Regions from separate parts of the Sus scrofa genome. Here region 2 is linked to region 1. A link is a contact called in public Hi-C data. All regions are on one chromosome and are shown on one strand. The core of a region is the stretch at or near the end of the contact, and the rest is flanking DNA. Distances in the headings are between cores, read along the strand shown. Region 1 holds the start of SNAPC3 (snRNA-activating protein complex subunit 3). Region 2 holds the start of TTC39B (tetratricopeptide repeat protein 39B).

What was found. Hi-C and Micro-C count contacts between places; a contact is called where the count stands out from the background.
Region 2: a contact with region 1 is called in a Hi-C map of embryonic fibroblasts, with 2.5 times the contacts expected there. The contact joins the promoter of TTC39B here to the promoter of SNAPC3 in region 1. A contact is called at or near these places in 2 of 5 promoter capture datasets (fetal liver and liver), 12 of 47 Hi-C or Micro-C datasets (alveolar macrophages, embryonic fibroblasts, fetal heart ventricle and 7 more) and 2 of 2 datasets of contacts at active chromatin or transcription factors (alveolar macrophages and skeletal muscle).

What each region holds. Positions count from the first base shown.
Region 1 is chr1:207,250,827-207,254,055 of Sscrofa11.1, reverse strand. SNAPC3 (snRNA-activating protein complex subunit 3) reads left to right here and starts at 1,636. Exons shown (of 9, transcript XM_001927743.5): 1 at 1,636-1,988; 2 at 2,694-2,771. The coding sequence starts at 1,672.
Region 2 is chr1:207,345,552-207,348,780 of Sscrofa11.1, reverse strand. It overlaps TTC39B (tetratricopeptide repeat protein 39B), which reads right to left and starts at 1,436. Exons shown (of 21, transcript XM_021063500.1): 1 at 1,385-1,436; 2 at 1,192-1,382. The coding sequence starts at 1,421.

The sequences.
Region 1 (3,229 bases), core at 387-2,886:
TGCTAAGCAGACAAAAACAACGGATGTCTTCTACGACAACCTACCGGTATATACCAGGACTCATAACTTAATTTAAAGTGGGCAAAGGACTTAAATATTCCTCAAAAAAAAAAAAAAGAAAAAAAAAAAAGACAGATGGTCAAAAAAGCACACAAAAAGATGCTCAGTACCATTAGTCACTGGAAAAATGCAATCAAAACCACAAGATACCACTTCACACCCACCAGGATAGCTATAATCAAAGAGTCAGTAAATAACAAGCATTGGCAAGGATGTAGAGAAATCAAAATCCTCATACAATCCTAGTGGCAGTGTAAAATGGGGCAACCACTGTGAAAAGGTCTGGCAGTTCTTCAAATGCTTTAACGACAGAGTTACCACATGACCTAGCAATCCTACATATATATCATTAGATACACATATATCTTCAAGGGAAATGAAACTGCACAAAAATTTGTACATGAATGTTTAGCAGTAGTATCATAATGGCCAAAAGGTAGACCTTTTTTTGATAAATGGATAAATAAAACGTCATATATCCATACACTGTGTATATTTAGCCATAAAAAAGTGAGGTTCCAGTACATACTACAATACGGATAAATCCTGAAAACATGCTAAATGAAAGAAGCTAGTCACTAAAAGATCACATATATGATGCCATTCATATTAAATGCCTAAGGCTGGAGGAGTTGGGATGATAGGTAAAATAAATGGGGTTTCTTTTTGAAGTGATGAAGATGTTCTTAAATTGACTGTGGTGCTGTTTGCCTAACTGTAAATCTACTAAAAGCCATTGAAAGAACATTTACAGCGGGTCAGGTGTATGGTATGTGAATTATAGAGCAATAAGTAAGTAATCAAGGCTCCTCCCATATGTTCTGCTACGTTGCCTCCTCTGGGGCTTCGGACACATGGAGAAAGTGCCATCTGAAGCTAGACGGATTGAGTTCTGACCTTGCTTCTGTCTCCTGGAGGTTAACTCCTTCCTCAGTAGCTCAATGGGGATGGTAATCCCTGCCTGGCAAGGTTGTTGTGATTTTTTAAAATATACACTAGGGATAATAATGTACAGTGTCTGACACATATTAAGTGCTCAAAAAATCAACAGCATGTTGCGCCTGTTCAGCAGTGATACATATATTACTGGGGGTGGGGGGCGTTGGGGAGGTTCTCAAGGAACCGGATCTGGAGGTCCGGTAGTGCCCCCCCCACCCCGTCTCAGCCCTCGACCCCCAAGGCTCTCAGGCTCTGGGACAGTGAGGCAGCCACGCAACCCTTAAATCAACGAAAAGTCCCACACCCCCGGGCCGAGAGGAAAGCACTGAGTGGGGCCATGGGCTTGTCAAAGCCGCTCGGCCCCGCAGAGAGCGACGCTGCGTAACCCGGAGAGCCGAAAAACCAGTCACACAAGCTGCAGTGAACAGAAAACCAAGCCACTCTTCGAAACGCCGCCAGCGGAGAACAATGCACTCAACCCCGCACGCGGAGACTCGCGGTGCCGCGCCCCGGGGCGGGTACGACTCAGGCCCTGCCGGGAAATGTAGTACCTGAAGTTGGGCACGTGCAGCCTCGTTGCCTGCTGGCCCGGGCCCCGCGCAACTGCAAGTCCCAGCATGCTCCGCGAGGCCTTGATCCGCCGGCTTTCTCAGGGAAGGGAGTGGGACGAATATGGCTGAAGGCAGTCGGGGCGGTCCAGCGTGCGGCAGGATGGAGGACAGACAAGACCCGGCCCCCAGCAGTGGTGGCTGCGGCTTTCCAGAGTACGAGCTTCCTGAGCTAAACACACGCGCTTTCCACGTGGGCGCTTTTGGGGAGCTGTGGCGCTGCCGACTGCGCGGAAAAGGGGACTTGTCGCTGAAGGAGCCTCCGGCACCCGCGGTGCCCGAGGGCGACACGGTCGCCGACTCCGGCCGGGAGGATGCTGCCGTGGCCCGGGATCTGGGCTGCAGCCTGGAAGCGGCAGCAGAGCTAAGGGCGGTGTGCGGGTGAGTGCGGGGCCGAGGGGCTCTTGGGACTTGGGGTCTACCCAGGTGCAGCCTTGCTCCTGCGCTCCGCTGGGACTCATCCTAGGGCGGGCCTGTGGTTTACTCCCCCGGGGTAGACAGGCTGCCCTTTCAAAGCTTTCAGCCTGGTGAAAGCCTTCCCTGAGTGACGGGAGAAGTCCCGTGATCGGAATGCACAATTTCTGCTAGTTGGAGTGAAGGGAGAGAGCTGCATAAGAGATTCATTTTTCTACTCACTAGTTTTTTAAGTGATTGTTAATGTAGTAAAACAATTATAGTAACAGCGACGGGTATCTGCCATTGAGAGGCACTTTGATGTTGGAAGGACCTTAGGAACGAAGAAGCTGGAAGGATGTTAAACCAGAATGGAATCTTGATTAACTGTGGTCTCTTTTGGCGACCTCCCGGGTATGCTGTTAATGAGATTTTCCCCAGAGTGCCTTATTTTGGGTGAAAATATGAAAGTAACATCTCTTTGTCTATTTAACAGTATTGGCCTCCTCAAACGCCATGTATCCTTTTACTTAATGAATATCGCACAGAATTCGCCTTTAATTCTGGCCTCCTCTGAGGCGCCTGCTGGATTTTATCTGATTTCTTAATTGTTCATTAACGTATTTAGGACACACTCTTCAACGCGCTACGGAAGGATTCGTGATTGCTTTTTTTTTGTTTGTTTTGTTTTAGCCTTGATAAACTGAAGTGCCTTGAGGAAGGGGAGGATCCAGAAGTCATCCCAGAGAATACCGACCTAGTGACTTTGGGGTATGGAGGACTTTGTCATTTGTTTAAATATTTCTTTCAACATTGTATTATTCAGAAGTCGACAGTATGGTATTGTTATCATTCTATCCACTAAATTCAGGCATTGTTGACATTTAGCCATCTTGGCTTTAGCTCTTTGTGTTTGAGATATTCGCTGTGTGTCTTCTATTGCAGAACGACTCAGTAAGTTGCAGACATTATGATAATTTACCCCGAAATACATGATCATATAGCTCCTAAAAGTATCATTCTCCTACTTAATCAGAGTGGTATTATTATTCTTAAGAAAATTAACAGTAAATGCATTAACTGTAATATTCAGTCCATATTTAAATTTTTTTTTTTTAATGTTTACAAACGTACAATTAATCTATTTAAATAGGTTTCTCAGTGCAAGCTAATTTTTCTGACGGTGCTTCTCAAACTATCATACTCTGGTAGTATGATAAAGTACTAGT
Region 2 (3,229 bases), core at 187-2,686, 95 kb before region 1:
CTATTTCATCATTTGCCTTTATGTGTAGTTTTAAAGCTTCAACAATAAATATATGCAACTATACAAGCTCTAGTTTATTGATCTGTGGTCCTGGGACCCTCCTTGTAAGGCACAGGCTGTAAGGAAGCTTCTGGACAGTCAGGTTTAAGGTTCCGTCGACCAGTATAAAGGAGCTGCAGTTTGGCTTTTATTTTGTGAGTTTAAGGGCTACATTTAAAACAGTATTCGTTGCCAGGAGCTTCCCGACATTGAAGAGAATCTTAACCCGCCAACTCCAGATCTTGCGCTACTGCATCATTTGAAGCTAAGCCTCTTCAGGCAGCGACAAGTCAGGTAAAATGGCAGCAGGCGCAGCTGTGGGTACTGCTCCTGCTGCTGCTGCCGCCGCGGCTGGCCTCAACCTCAAGCGCTAAAGCGAATCTCCAGAGCTGCCAACTGCTCAAAGGAACAGTCAATAAATCAACAGGTCCTGCCCGTCCGCCGGAGGGTGCTCAGACCCAGACGCACCAGTCACAGGAGGAAGTGACTAATTATTTAAAGGCAGTTGAGACCACTGGAGGCCAAAGTCAGTTCCCCAGCGCCTTCTCTCCGTCTACCACCGACACTGGGGACCGGCTGAAAAAAGGCCCGGGCCCTGCACGGAGGGGAAAGCACCAATTCCTGGGCTGCTGCTCCGCGGCTCTAGCCCTCCGGCCCCTGGCAGCCCTGCCCTGCTCGCTGGTGCAGACGCCCCCGGGGCGCCTTCCTCCGGCTTTCCCCTTCCTCTCATGGTCTGCAAGACTTTCGGCTCTGATACCGGGAAACTTCCATAGAAGGTGAGATTCCGAAGTCAAGAGAGGATTCCACAAACTCCAAAGGGCCATGTCGGGACTTTAGGGTCAGACCTCAAAAGCCCAGGCGTTCCTAGTGAGGCTCGGAACTGCTCTGTCCTGCGGGTCCCGCGCTCCCATGCGCTCGCACCCATCCACCCACCGACAGGACGTGGTGTCCTCGATCCCCACGACCCCACGATGCCAGCGCCCCCAACCTCAACAGCGCCTACTCTCTGCGGAGCGGGAGGATGTAGGTCCCAAACTGGGAACCAAGGGGGCGGGACCTTGGCTGTCCCTGCCGGGCTCGCTCAACCCTGCCGGGTTCGCTCATCCCTCCCGAGGTCCAGGAGCAGTACACGCACTTCCAACCGGCCAGTACCTCGTCCGCTTCCAACTCTGTTCCGTTGCCTACGAGCGCCATGTTCCTCCTCAGGCTGCCACCGCCCAAAAGCCAAACAGGGAGCTCAGAGCCAACTCGGTTTCTCGGCTCCGGTCTCAGCCCAGCGTCAGCAAGGGAGGAAAGGGGCGGCCCCGTTCTCCCGCCGGGTCGCGGGCGGGGCCAGCAAGCCTTCCCTGCCCTGGGCGCCGGCAGACTGACAGAGCATCCATTTCCCAAGCGGGGGCCAGGCCGCCTGCCCCTCCACAAACTCCGCCCCCTGCAGGCCTCGCCCCGCCCCCACTGTCTAGAGTAACCAACCATATTCCCTCAACGCGTCTCCGCCTCCAGCCGGCATCCACAGCGAATCCACGTGGGCGGGGTCATTCCGCGGGCGGAGTCACCTCGTGGGCGGGGTCACTCGCGGACTTTGCGGGTCTGGTCCACCCTCTGAGAAAGTTCCTTCCAAGGGGCTAGCTCTCACCTAGAGCTAAGTGAGCGCCGGGTTAACAAGACCAAAGTCAAAGCCACAATACCCCTGCTGCTCGTGGAAGCGTCCAACTGGTCTTTGGACCAATGCCAGTCGCCTGCCCTCGCCAGGTGCGCACTATGTATCCGAAGATGGTGAGGCCAGAGAGCAGGCTTGAGTCAAAGTCACCAGTCTCCCAGAGGTCTCCGTCATACCACCTTCCCAGACACCAGGTGAAGAACATCGTCTTCATAACAAGGATGCTTTGTTTTTGTGTATGTTTGAAAAATAAAAGAAAATCCATGGGACAGATATTTATGCAACTGAGAACTCCTCTACCACTCCTCTCAATATCTCGCTGACCCCTTTTGTAACCCCAAACATGTGTACATAAGTGGACTTGAACTATAAGCTCTATGAAGGTAAGGGTGCTGTTCCTCTTCTTCAAGCCGGTATCCCCAGTACTTAGAACAGTGCCCTGCATGTAGTAGGTGCTCAACAAATATTTACTGGCTTCATTTAGAAATCCTTGCGTCTAATATGTAAGGTAAATGAACAATCCAATTGGAAAATTAGAAGCTATATTTTTAAAGATTTTTTTTTGGTCAGCTTTATTTTACATATGATAAAATTCACCAGGTTTAAGTTTGTAACTTGATAACAAATGTCTACAAAACACCATCCCAATCATAATTTGGAACACACCCCAAAAATTCCCTGTGCTTCCTTGCTGTCAGTTTCCTTCCCCCGCTCCCCAGCCTCTGGCAACCATTGATCTGCTATCACTATCATTTTGCCTTTTCTAGGATTTCATATAAATTTAAACATAGAGCCTATAGTCTTTTGTGTTGGGCTCATAAAGTACTATTTAATGGTCATCCTGTGATAATTATAAAACTGCCAACATTTATTGAATACTTATTATGTGCCTGAACTTTGCTGAGCCCTTTGCATAAATTACCTCATTTATCCTTCATAATCCCATGAAGTAGGTACTGTTAATTTACAGATGAGTAAACTCAGGCTCAGAGAGCTTAAGTAACTTGTTTGAAGTCAGACAGCAATTAAGGAAGTAAGAATGCCAGAATCTGAACTTCAAGCACTCTGACTCGAGGGTGTGGCTCTGCACTGCTTCCAGCTATCACCTTCCCTCTTGTTCTCCCTATTTGTTTCAGTAGAGCAGTTGCCTGCACATGTCTATTACACACATTTTCAGTGAGTCATTTTTGCATCCTTGAAACTTGCTCTACAATTTTAATGTCATTATGTACCTTTATGCTAGAAAAATAAAATGGTTTCTACCCCACAAACAACACGGCAAAAAAATGGATTAGGTTATGGTGATAATTGCACAAGTCTATAAATTTACTACAAATCCTTGAATTGTATAATTATAATGGGTAAATTTTACCATCATGTACATTTTATTTCAGTAATGCTTTTTTTTTTTTTTTGTATTTTTAAGGCTGCACCCATGGCATATGGAGGTTCCCAGGCTAGGGGTCAAATCAGAGGTACAGCTGCTAATGCCACAAACAACCACAGCAACTCGCGGTCCGAGCCACATCTGTG